Regions from separate parts of the Mus musculus genome. Here all the other regions are linked to region 1. The links are chromatin contacts, called in public HiChIP or PLAC-seq and promoter capture Hi-C maps. All regions are on one chromosome and are shown on one strand. The core of a region is the stretch at or near the end of the contact, and the rest is flanking DNA. Distances in the headings are between cores, read along the strand shown. Region 1 holds the start of Tgfbr2 (transforming growth factor, beta receptor II). Region 2 holds the start of Golga4 (golgi autoantigen, golgin subfamily a, 4). Region 3 holds the start of Eomes (eomesodermin).

What was found. Promoter capture Hi-C pulls out the DNA fragments that hold promoters and counts their contacts. HiChIP or PLAC-seq counts read pairs in DNA pulled down with a chosen protein or histone mark.
Region 2: a contact with region 1 is called in a promoter capture Hi-C map of liver, with 5 times the contacts expected there. The contact joins the promoter of Golga4 here to the promoter of Tgfbr2 in region 1. A contact is called at or near these places in 2 of 39 promoter capture datasets (hippocampal neurons and liver) and 1 of 115 datasets of contacts at active chromatin or transcription factors (large pre-B cells).
Region 3: a contact with region 1 is called in an H3K27ac HiChIP or PLAC-seq map of large pre-B cells, with 6 times the contacts expected there. The contact joins the promoter of Eomes here to the promoter of Tgfbr2 in region 1. A contact is called at or near these places in 1 of 39 promoter capture datasets (cranial neural crest) and 1 of 115 datasets of contacts at active chromatin or transcription factors (large pre-B cells).

Annotation. Positions count from the first base shown.
Region 1 is chr9:116,173,098-116,177,118 of GRCm38.p6, forward strand. Tgfbr2 (transforming growth factor, beta receptor II) reads right to left here and starts at 2,266. Exons shown (of 8, transcript NM_009371.3): 1 at 1,847-2,266. The coding sequence starts at 1,940. Gm40582 (a long non-coding RNA gene) reads left to right here and starts at 2,547. Exons shown (of 3, transcript XR_871320.3): 1 at 2,547-2,639; 2 at 2,814-2,922; 3 at 3,614-4,021.
Region 2 is chr9:118,504,014-118,508,034 of GRCm38.p6, forward strand. It overlaps Golga4 (golgi autoantigen, golgin subfamily a, 4), which reads left to right and starts at 2,305. Exons shown (of 24, transcript NM_018748.3): 1 at 2,305-2,544. The coding sequence starts at 2,473.
Region 3 is chr9:118,476,203-118,480,223 of GRCm38.p6, forward strand. Eomes (eomesodermin) reads left to right here and starts at 1,987. Exons shown (of 6, transcript NM_010136.3): 1 at 1,987-3,344. The coding sequence starts at 2,458. Gm33408 (a long non-coding RNA gene) reads right to left here and starts at 2,446. Exons shown (of 5, transcript XR_871338.1): 1 at 2,358-2,446.

The sequences.
Region 1 (4,021 bases), core at 1,016-3,515:
AAAATGTTAAAAAAAAAAAAAAAAAGCCCTCTCCGTCTTATAAAACTATTTAAAGCCCAAATTAAAAAGATCCACCAAGTCAGTCAGCTAATTGTTTAAAACTGTGCATAAATATGACTCACAAGCTACAAAGCCTGGAATTCGAAAATCACAAATCTTAATCTTGTAAACAAAACTCAAACTGGGGCCTCTGGACTTCGGTTCTTCTCGAGCTAAAGCAAACGTTTTATGTACACAAAGGGAAGGATATTCTTTCTGATGGTCTTCAGCAAAACCCAGCAGGGTTTTTTTTTTCTTTTAATTTTTTTTTCTTGTGTGTGTCTATATGTGCTTGGGGTAGGGTTTGTGAGCACAGGAAGGGGCAGAGGAGGAGACCAGGGGTCCTCTGTCACTCTCCATGAGTCTCTATCACTCTCTTTGAGTCTCTCTCCGAACCTAGAGCTAACCTGGCATCGAGCAATTTCCAAAGGGTTTCCAGTCTTCTCTCACTAGTGCTGGGCTGGCAAAGAACCACACCCAACTTTGCATATGGGCCCTCGGGATTTGAACTCACGTCCTCAAGCTTGCACAGCAAACACTCTTAGCCACTGAGCTAAATCTCCCAAGCCAGCTTTAAGGGCCTGGGTTAACATGAGAGACAGTTGACCTTTCTGGAACTGCACTTCAATGGAAACCAACGACACGAACGCGGACTTTATGAAGCAACAGGACTAAAACCTGTTAGGATTTTTGCTGTTTCCCTTTGTGTGGCTCTTCCCTTCTGAAATGGTCCACTGCTGTTTGCAACACGATCCAAAACTCTTAAATCACCTCAACTACCGATGTCTGCAACGAGCTCTCTTGCACCCTACTTCCGCGCTCCCCAACACACACACACACACACACACACACACACACACACACACACACACGGCCACCGCAATCTCTGCATTTCACCCCAAATCGACCCTGGCCATCCTCTTAGTTACTAGGGAAGGTCATGGAAAGCCAGTGATGAAAAGAGTGTAAACTTTCACAAACTGAACCACTGCATTGTACAGTAGGGAAAACTGAGGCCCAGAGTCATGTGACTTGCCCAGATCGTGGCCCTAACTCTAACTTTAGAGTTAAAATGCCAGATTTTAAACTTTCCAAGCAAACCCTTAGGAAGGAGCCCTAGAGCCTGCTTTTCTCCCTTAACTAACCCCTGCGATGGGACCTGGAGGACAACCTGGGTTAGGTGTTTCCATTGAATAGTAGCTGCTGAGATCTTTCATTCCAGGCAGCATCCCTATAGTCCATCACTTAGTAGGCATGCACTAGATTTTTCTCAGCCATCAACCTGACCACCCTCACTGGGTCCTCATCCCGGCAGGCCAGGAATCAGCGAGGATAGAGATCAGTTCTCTTCTCTAACTTGTATCCAGTGAGTCACGGCCCAGAATCCCTCCCGAGATGGCAAAGCTGAGGACTGAGAGTCTGGCTCAGTCGCGGTGTCTAGGGCAGTAAGCGGCCCAGGTGTGCAGCAGCTGGGCGTCCAGTCCCCTGCCGATGCTCCTCCAAGTTCCAACTTCTTAAACTTCCCTTTCCGGGGCTCCAGGCCCCTCGCGGCCGACCTGGCCTTTCGTGCGCGCACAAAGGGGGTCAGGAGCGTCCCCAAGTCCCCTGCAAGTGGACTGTCCTGCTCTTTTGCGAGAGATCTTGCCCGGATCCCCGCGGGCCTGAACCGACTCGGGCCGCTACAAACTTCCCGTTTCCGCTCTCGCACCGGGTCCCGCGGCCGACTGTCAATCGCTGCCCTGGGGGCTGGAGGAGGAGCGGGGAGCCCCAGTGAACCCCCAGGGTCGCGCCCTGGCCACTCACTCACCCGACTTGGGAACGTGCGGCGGGATCGTGCTGGCGATGCGCGTCCACAGGACGATATGCAGCGGCCACAGGCCCCGGAGCAGCCCCCGACCCATGGCAGCCCCCGTCGCTCGTCATAGACCGGCCCCTGGTGCGCCACGAACCGAGCCTCGGGGACCCCGGGCTGCGCCTTTACTCCTCGCCCTCTCAGGATGCGGGCCAGATGTGGCCGGCGATCCCCGGAGCTCGGAGGCCCGGAGGAGGCCCCCGGCGGCCGAGGAGAGCTGAGCAGGAGGCTGGGGCTCCGTCCCCCAGGCGAGCGTGTGCGCGCGCGGGGGGTGTCGTCGGTCGGTGCGCGCGAGTGACTCACTCATCAACTTTACCCGGGCGCCGAGAGGGAAACAGGAAACTCCTCGCCAACAGCTGGGCAGGACCTCTCGCCGCCGGAGAGCCTTCCAGCTCCGGCCCTCTCCTCCAGCTTCCAGCCCTCGCCTTCCTCCGGCCGCCAATCAAGGCCGCTGGATTGGACCTTGCCTGGACTCTACAAACTTTTAGCTGCCCACTCCCAGCGCTCCCACGCAACCCCCACCCCGCCAAGTCTGGGCTCCAAGTTCAAACTCAGAAGTGACTAAGCGCACTTTTCGCAAAACAAGCTCGAAAGTGGTGTAAACCACTTTCCTTGATACACCTCCAGGCACCCCCACACCTTCTAGGCATTACTCCCAGGGGCTTCATAATTCCATTGAGACCCAGGAGAGAGCTCTGAAATGTAGCTTCAGAGTCCCGAACACGTTGCTTCCCCTAATAAAATAAAGGTAAGCACTTCTTCACTAGAGCTTAGTTTCAGTTTTATGTACATGCATGTGTGATCACGTTGTAAAGGACTGTTTTTTACTGTGGAACAAAATCCAGGAGTTTGTCTCAGAGTTTAATGTGCGTATTAATCACGTTGGGTTGTGAATTTAGCTAACCTGCAGGTTCTGGTTCAGTAGGTCTGAACCCAGAGTGTCTGCATGTCTAATGAGCACCTGGGTAGAGCCTCCCATTGGAAGGACCGTTTCCTGGGCGTGGTTTGCTGGGTGAAGCTCTGTGATCAAGGTAGGGCTGATATTTTCAGGGTGTTGCCTCTAAGAAACTAAAGAAATTAAAGTATGTTTGGGGCCAGACGATGATGGCACACGTGGGCGGGTCTCTGTGAGTTCAGGGCCAGCCTATTATACAGAGTGAGTTCCAGGGCAGCCAAAGCTATACTGTCTGGGAAAACAAACAAACAAACAAACAAAAACCCAAAAAACAACAAAAAAAAGTGTCTTTGGTGGTGGAGTCTGCTTTTCAATGATCGCTCTTCGATAAGATAATTCGAGTAAGGAGAGAAAATACTTGGCTGGAGGTAGAAAGGCTATCAGTAGGAAGACCCATCAAAATTTCCATTCTTTCTGGGGTGACCATGTTTTCCAGAGACAATCTCTACAGTGTGTGTGTGTGCGTGCGCGCGTGCGCCTGTCTGTGTGCAGCACGGCCTGTTTTTTTGTTTTTGTTTTTTTGTTTTTTTGGTTTTTGAGACAGGGTTTCTCTGTATAGACCTGGCTGTCCTGGAACTCACTCTGTAGACTAGGCTGGCCTCGAACTCAGAAATCTGCCTGCCTGCCTCTGCCTTCCAAGTGCTGGGATTAAAGGCGTGTGCCACCACTGCCTAGCTGCCTGATTTGTTTTTAAGGGTTCATTTTACTGTATGTGTGAGTACCTTGCTTTCATGTCTGTATGTGCATCATGTGCATGCCTGTTGCAGAAGCTATAAAAGGACATAGAACCTTCTGGAACTCGGGTCACCCAAGGCGGCACAAGCCACGCATCCAGGAGGTGACTATGTGAGTGCCGGGAACTGACTCTGGGTCTCTGTAGAAACTGCACATGTTCTGCATCTCAGAGCGGCCTCTCTAGTTCCCTGCCTCAAATGAGCTTCCCACTGATCCTGGAGATGGAAGATGAGCTAGACCAGCTAGTCACCAACCCAGACATCCTCCTGTCTCTGCTTCACCAGTACTGGGGGTTCAGATGCATCTGTGCCAGCTCTGTATGTATGTGTGGGGGTGTGTGTATATGTATGTGCACATCTGAGTGTGAGCTCATGCACATATGCTGAGGGTAAATTTGTTAAAATTGGATTTCTGAGTTTTTGATTCAGCACCAAACACTG
Region 2 (4,021 bases), core at 1,055-3,554, 2.3 Mb after region 1:
GGGTGCTGGGAACCAAACCAAGGTCCTATGCAAAAGCATCGAATGCTCTTATCTGATCTGTATTGTGTTGAGAAATTTTGTGCCTTTGTTCATCAGGGAACTTGGCATGCAGTGTTCTTTGTGTGTGTGTTCTTATCTAGTTTGGGCATTAGTGTAATACTAACGAGCTGTGCTCCTTCCAGGTTGTCGAGATTGCCAATTTCTGAAAAGTATGGTAGAGTTCAGCTGTGAGCCTGTTTAGTTCTGGGCTTTTCTTTGTTGGTGGACTCTGCTACTGTGTGTGAGGGAGAATTGTGGAGATCAGCCACATCTGGACAGCCCTCACATCTGGACAGCCCTCACATCTGGACAGACCTTGTTGGGCTACCCAGGCCACGGTCTGTCAGTCAGACTAATACATCCCATGTGTCTATATATCCACTCCATTGGCTCTGCTCCTTTAGAGAAAGAACTCTGACCCAAACACTGCCCATCTCTAGTTTTATTCATGTGGAATCACCCCATTGGTTATTTTTGCTAGAGTATTTCTGTTTGCTTGTTGTTCTTGTTTTTTTGTTTGCTTGTTTGCTTGTTTGTTTGACACGGTTTCTCTGTCTTAGCTTTGGCTGTCCTGGAATTCACTCTGTAGACCAGGCTGGCCTCAAACTTAAGAAATCCAAGTGCCTCTGCTTCCTTAGTGTTGGGATTAAAGTTGTGCACCACCACCACCGCCATCTGGTTAAAATGTAAGCTCTCATAACCTTTCCTGTAAGCAATTCTGTGGAGGCATTGTCTTGTTTAATGATTGATAGTGTGAGGGTCCAGCTTAATGTGGGTGGTTCTACCCCAGGTAGGTGGTGTTGGGTTGTATAAGAAAGCAAGCTGAGCGATCCACTGGGAACAGGACAGCAAGCACCACTCCCCCTTTGGCTCTGCTTCAGTTCTTGTCTCCAGCTTTCTGACTTGAATTCTTGCAGGCAAACTAAGACAAGGTAGTATATATGCCCAGAGACAGGACTCCTTCACTTAGGTTTTTGACTACGAATCTCCTCCTCTGGCATGTGACTGGCATTGGAAGTCTTGTGGGACTGAGGCCTAAACCTGTGGATCTGGTTTTCTCTGTCTCTCTGTCTCTCTCTCTGTCTCTGTCTGTCTCTGTCTGTCTCTGTCTGTCTCTGTCTGTCTCTGTCTCTGTCTCTGTCTCTGTCTCTCTCTCTCTCTCTCTGAGTCAGGGTGTCCCTATGTAACATAGGCCCATCTGGCCTGGAACTCGGAGATCACCTGGCCTCAGCCTCCCAGGTGCTGGGATTAAAGGTGTACACCCCCATGCACCAGTTCTTAATGTTCTGTTCAAAGAATCAGAACTGAATGGATGCCATCCAGGTAGTAGCTTGTGCAGAACCCAGAGTTTCGAGGTCATATGGGTCTTTGTGAGCAGAGGTTTCAGAAATATTCTATGTTGTGCAAGTGTAGGGGGTTCTCAGCAGATGGAAAAGTCTAGGTAGGGGAAGACAGCTCCTTTGGAGTGCAGCCACAGATATTAAGCACTAAAGGCAGATAATTCTGACTAGGCAGAAAATTGTGCACCTGTAGGCCTCAGCTATTCTGGAGGCAGGAAAATCACTTTAGTTAACAAATTCAAGGCCAGTCTGCCTAATTCAGCCAGACTATTTATGTTTGAGACAGGATCTCACTGTAGCTCAGACTGGCCTTAAATTCATATAGGCAAGAATGACCTTGAACTTCTCGTCCTACTGCTTCTACCTCTGGATGCTGGGATTACAGGTATACACCATCACACCCAGTTTATGCGATGCTGAGGCTAGAGCCAATCCTTCCTGCATATGCTAGGTAAACAAACGTTCTACACCCTCAGCCCCAGATTTTCTCTTTAAACCAACCAACCAACCAACCAATGAACCAATGAACCAACGAACCAACTAGCTGGCCAACCAGCGAACCAACTAGTCATCTATACCATCCAACCCACTATCCAAAAACCTTTCGAGAGAATTCTAAACGATCGTGCCACACGACACTGAATACACTTCTGCATTCCTAGCTCTATCCTCTCTCACCCCAGCCTTCTTCACTGTGGTGCTCAGTGGTGGGATGCTCCCTATTTGACAGCACAGCTCCAAGACTCCCGCTAGAGTCAGCGCAGACGCCACTGTGCACGCGCGTTCACCCGCACCGCCTCCATATTGTCCGCCGCGGCGCTCCGTAGCAAGCCCCTGGCAAGCTCCACGTCGACCGCGCAGGCGCCCGGGGCGCGTTCACCTGCTGCCGTTGTCGCCGCCGCCGCCGCCGCTGACGGGGCTGGATGGGGGGCCGAGGCCAGCCAGGGGCACCCAGAAAGAAGAGACGCGGCGGCGGCGACGCCGACACCCGCACGACGAGCGCCCCGAGGTGCCCGCCAGCTCCACAGGAAGGCGGCGAGGCCCGGGCCCGGCCGCCCCGCGGGTAGAGACGCTGCCGGCCCCTCGCCGCGCCATGTTCAAGAAGCTGAAGCAGAAGATCAGCGAGGAGCAGCAGCAGCTGCAGCAGGCGTTAGCCCCTGCTCAGGTACGTCGTCCCCCTGCGCCGAGGCCCGGGAAGCGGGCGAAAGTTCCCCATGACCTTTGACCTCCGCCCCAGGAACACCCCCCCCCCCCAAACCGTAGCCCTGGAAGGTTTGGGACCACCCAGCCGGTGTAGGAACCCTGGCCTGGTTTCTCCCAAAACTCCGTCCCTGTGCAGGGTGACGGGACCGGTCGGGACATTTGACTTCGGAGTTTCCCCTCTAAGGACCGACCCGGTCTGACAGATGGGTGCGATGGGTTCGGGTCCTGCGTGGGGAGCTTCTCTCGCCCGTCAGAGACCCTGACTCTAGAGTGGTGACGGGGGCGGGGCAACCCAGATCCTTTGTGATATGTGACCTCTGCCCTCTGCCCCATATATGACCAATGTCCTCTGGGTTCCCTGGACATCGCACCCGGAATGACCAGGTCCCTGTAAGTCTCCTGCTTCCAAACCCTGATCGAGGCAGAGAGTCGAGCCTGCCCGGGCCAGGCTGCTCGCAGGAGCCGAGGGCGGCGGTCCAGCGACCAAGCCTGTCACGAGTTAGTCACTTCGTGTAACTTGGGTGATGGCGGACAGGGCTCAGGGGCAGACACTGAACGGGACGGGCACCGAGCCTGTCAGCAACCGGGCTCTTGCATCTTTTCTGGAAGGTCGTTGCTTTTTAAGGGAGTATGGTTTCGGGCTGGGAAAAGGGGGCGTGTTCGTGTTAGAAACAAACTACCCCTCTCCAGCACTCAGGGTGTGAAGGACGGGAGGGGAGGGTTTCTGCTGAATCTCTCCCCAGTCTCCCTGAATATCAGTAGATTGAACACGAACGTCTTTTCTTTTATGGTTAGAAACCTGGAAAGCCCATGGCTCAAGAAAGGTCGTAGTTTGGCTAAGTGGGAAGCAGTTTGGGTGTTTAAATATAACGACCCAGCATTCTGTTTCTAGAAACATAGTCTGAGAAGATTTAGGATGCAAAAACATTTAGTTACACGATTTCTTTTTTCTTGTGTGCGCGCGTGGGCAGGTGGCAGCCAGAAGACAACCATGGTGTCGTCATTCCTCATCCCTCGGGCTTTATTCTTTTTATTTTACTATTTAAAAAAGATTTCTGGATTTCTTTATGTGAGTGTCTTGTCTGTCTGTATGTCTGTACACTGTGTGAGGCCAGAAGATAGTGTTGGATCCCAGGGAACTTGTCATGCATGGTTGAACCATTATGTGGGTTGGTCCTCTGCAAGAGCAACAATTGCTCTTAACCTCTGAGCCATTTCTCCAGCACACCCCCTGGCCTGGAACTCACCAAATAGGCTGGGCTCAATGGCCAGCAGGCCGAGGGAATCCACCTTTCTGCCTCCTGAGCACTGGGGTACAAGAGTGTGCCACCACAGCTGTCTTTTTTAACCTGGATTCTGAGATGGAAACTCAGGCAAGCATTTTACCATCTGAACTGTCTTGCTAGCCCTGGCGCTGTTTTAATGGTAGCACTCTGGGG
Region 3 (4,021 bases), core at 737-3,236, 2.3 Mb after region 1:
AACGAACCTATGCGCCTTCCTTCATGAGCTTGCTCTAGGGGTAGGATAGAATGAACCCGATTCTGATGTGGTTAGGGAGACAGCTGGTCTGAGTTACTTGCGCCAGAGTGGGTCTGAACGGTGCCCGTTGCCTGTGTGGCACTGTGCCACGCCAGCGTTTCCCCGGTCTCTTCAAAGTATTTTGAAGGGACCTTACTTCTGGCTGTGTTATAATACAAAACTGACATATAACTTCAGTCACCCCATCTGCAGATAACGTGAGATTCAGTCTCACACCTACATCTCCCTCAGACATCCTGCAGCTCAGGGCCAGGCTAACGAAGACTCCAGGTTGAGTCCCCAGCGCAGTGAGGCCCTTTTCTTGGAACTCGCATCCCCCTTGTGGAATCCTCACGTTCAATATCTCGCACCCTTTGAGGGGAATAAAAATTAATCCCAAAGGCTTCGCTGCATCAAAACAAAACAAAAACATGCGGGACGGAGCCCGAGACCAAATCGGAGCTGGGATCTCTGGACTGATCGCGCAGGATGTCAGCCCGAGTTCTCTGAGCCAAAATTGACAAGGTTGTTGTTCCAAAACACTTGAAAAGCTTTGCGAGCGCCCAAGACCCACTACGCTATTCTATCAAAACCCCACACAGCATCCAAGTCCATGAAGGATCGCTCCACTCCCTAACACGGGCGTGCCCACGTTCGTGATTCGCGGGGTTTGGACCCAGGTTGGAAAGCTTCGCGCGGATCTGCTGCTGGCGTCTGAGCGCTTAGCAGATCCCGCGGCCACCTCATCTGTTCTCGGCAAAAGTTTCCCGTGTGATCGCATTGGGTTGGGGGAAGCAGAGTCCCTACATCTCGACCGGAAAATGCGCTCCTGGAGCGACTACTGCAGGCGTCCGTAATTGCTTATTAGAGGAGAATGTACAGGCTTCTCATCGTCAACGAAACGTGTTCCCCCTTCTGTAATAATAAAACAATAAAATATGACGGCCCCGTCCTTGACTGTTTGCGGAAACGCAGGGGGGAAAAACAGGCAGCTGGAGCAAAGGAGCTTAATTCAATATCAAACTGATTATTTCACTAATTATTCTGCCTTCTGTATTGTGCCGCAGAGAGGCGCAGGGAATCTTAACTGCACAGCTGCTAGGGAACCTTTGTGTCTTAGTGTCAGTCCCCACCAAAGATGTTGGCGAAAGCGGGGGCTGGGGGAGGTAGGAAACATCCAGTGTTTAGAAAAAACCGAGCAGAGGGAATTCTGAGTAATGAAAGTGACGGCCTCGGGGAAGCCGGTGTTTTAGCGCGGTTGTAATACTGAGTGTTTGGTTCGTCCGGTCAGGCTCATGTTGGGTCTTCAGAAGCCCACTTCAGAAGCTAGAAGCTGGAGTCTCTGATTCAGACGCGGAATCCTTTTGCCATCTCTGGAATCCCAAAAACTGAACGCGAGGTTTCTCTCCACCAAGTCTTTACGCTAAAAGATGGGACAGGACAAAAAGCGGTTCCTGTGTGCTGAAGGCCAGGAAGTCAGAAGGAGGGTGTGCGCAGAGACTTCGGGTCGCTCTCCAGCCCTCCCCTAGATTTGCACCCCCGGGGACCTGAGCCTTCCTGCGAGCAGGGAGCTTGTAAAGACGCCTTCACGGGCCTCTGGGACCTGCCAAACTAGACCCGAACTCAGGAATGATTCCTATGCCGTGGGTAGACCATGTTCGCAGACTTCAAACCCGTTTCTCCGGCGCCATAGAGCCACCGGGTACACCAGGATTGATTCTCAGTGGGATATAGTTCTCCCAAAGACGCTTAAAGAAACACCAAACCAGCAATAACAGCCAAATAAGCTAAGAGAAAATGAAACTCGCAGGCGACCCGATCCAATTAATAAATACTTAATTGAATTAGTGTCACCTCTAACAGCCAATAGCAAAGTCCCCTAGCCATGGGGCTGCGAAGCCCCTCCCTGGCCGCACATATATAAGCAGCCAACCACCGCTCACAAGTTTCCAAGCGGTCAAGTATGCCTAGAGTTTAGCAGAGCCAGCCGAGAGGAAATGGCTGGTTGCTAAATGGGAACTCAGAGCTAAGTCCTCTTCTTCCTTAGTGTGAGTGTAGGGGTCCTGAGAGGTTAGACAAGGAGGGAAGGAAGAAAAGAAGGAAGGAAGGAAGGAAGGAAGGAAGGAAGGAAGGAAGGAAGGAAGGAAGGAAGGAGAGAGACACCTACAACCCGGGGTTTGTTTTCTTGCGGAAGGAAAGGGGCACCTACAATCCCGAGTTTGTTCCCTTGAGGGAAGGACGCTAAATTGGGCGCGCGCTGAAGCCGCCCCGCAGGTCCGCAGGTGGGTAGCCTAGGCGAGGGAGGAAGGGGACATTACCTTCCCCTCGGAAGAGGGCGCTGGCTCCCCCAACTGGCCTTTATAACCAGGCCGCGGGAGGCGAGGAGGCAGCCGGTTGCCGTCTGCGATTCGCTAAAGCATGCAGTTGGGAGAGCAGCTCCTGGTGAGCTCGGTGAACCTGCCCGGCGCGCACTTCTACTCGCTGGAGAGTGCTCGCGGAGGAGGAGGAGGAGGAGGCGGAGGAGGAGGGGGAGGCGGAGGGAGCGTCAGCCTCCTCCCCGGTGCTGCCCCCTCGCCCCAGAGGCTGGACTTAGACAAAGCGTCCAAGAAGTTTCCGGGCAGTCTCCCGTGCCAGGCGGGGAGCGCAGAACCCGCAGGCGCCGGCGCGGGGGCCCCCGCGGCCATGCTCAGTGACGCGGACGCTGGGGACACCTTCGGGAGCACCTCGGCGGTGGCCAAGCCCGGGCCCCCGGACGGCCGCAAGGGCTCCCCGTGCGCGGAGGAGGAGCTGCCCTCCGCCGCCACCGCCGCGGCCACCGCGCGCTACTCCATGGACAGCCTGAGCTCCGAGCGCTACTACCTCCCGTCGCCGGGACCGCAGGGCTCCGAGCTCGCCGCGCCCTGCTCGCTCTTCCAGTACCCGGCGGCGGCCGGAGCAGCCCACGGACCCGTGTACCCCGCGTCCAATGGCGCGCGCTACCCCTACGGCTCCATGCTGCCCCCCGGTGGATTCCCCGCCGCCGTGTGCCCGCCCGCGAGGGCGCAGTTCGGCCCCGCTGCGGGTTCGGGGAGCGGCGCTGGTAGCAGCGGCGGTGGTGCCGGCGGTCCTGGCGCCTATCCCTACGGCCAGGGTTCTCCGCTCTACGGGCCATACGCCGGAACCTCAGCGGCCGGGTCTTGTGGAGGATTGGGGGGCCTAGGGGTGCCTGGCTCCGGCTTCCGCGCCCACGTCTACCTGTGCAACCGGCCCCTATGGCTCAAATTCCACCGGCACCAAACTGAGATGATCATCACCAAACAGGGCAGGTGAGTGCAGGGTGGAGGGACCCCAGGCGCCTGGTTGTCCGCACACTGCGGGCTCTGCTTAGGGTGTTTAAGTGGTACATCATATCTCCAAAGTCGTGTCCCTTACTTCCTAAGGCACACCTGTAGCTTGGGCTCCGAGCCCACGTTACTCTCCTCTCTAGTCACCTTCACCGGGATTGACTGGGAGGAGGAGGAGGCGGAGATGGAAATTTGGGAATGAACCCTTGAGGGCAGATCTACGTGACCCGCTGGCTCCTGGGTTTGCAGCAGGCGATTTGTGGGCTGCATAGCGAAAGAGGGCTAGCTGGAGCTGGCTGCGGCCTGCGCACAAGTGTTTGAAAAGAAGCTTTTTAAAGCTCCTTGGTTTGGTGGGGCTCTTCTGTAAGAAGAGCAGAAAGAAGTCGGTTTGAGCTGGTGACTAGGTAGACAGTTTTTGGAGCCAGATGTTTGGGGGAGGGGGCTCTGCTTGCGGGGAAGGGACCAGAAAGTTCAGGCACACCTTCAAATTGTCATCAGCTACTTCTTGAGGAAGTGAGGAGTGGATATTGGGAGACAGGGACCCAAAGAGGGCTCGTTGAGAGAGAGAGAGAGAGAGAGAGAGAGAGAGAGTGCAAGAAGGCGCGCTCCGGCCTAATGTTCTCAGTCACCTATGTCTTTAAAAATAATTTTAGACATTT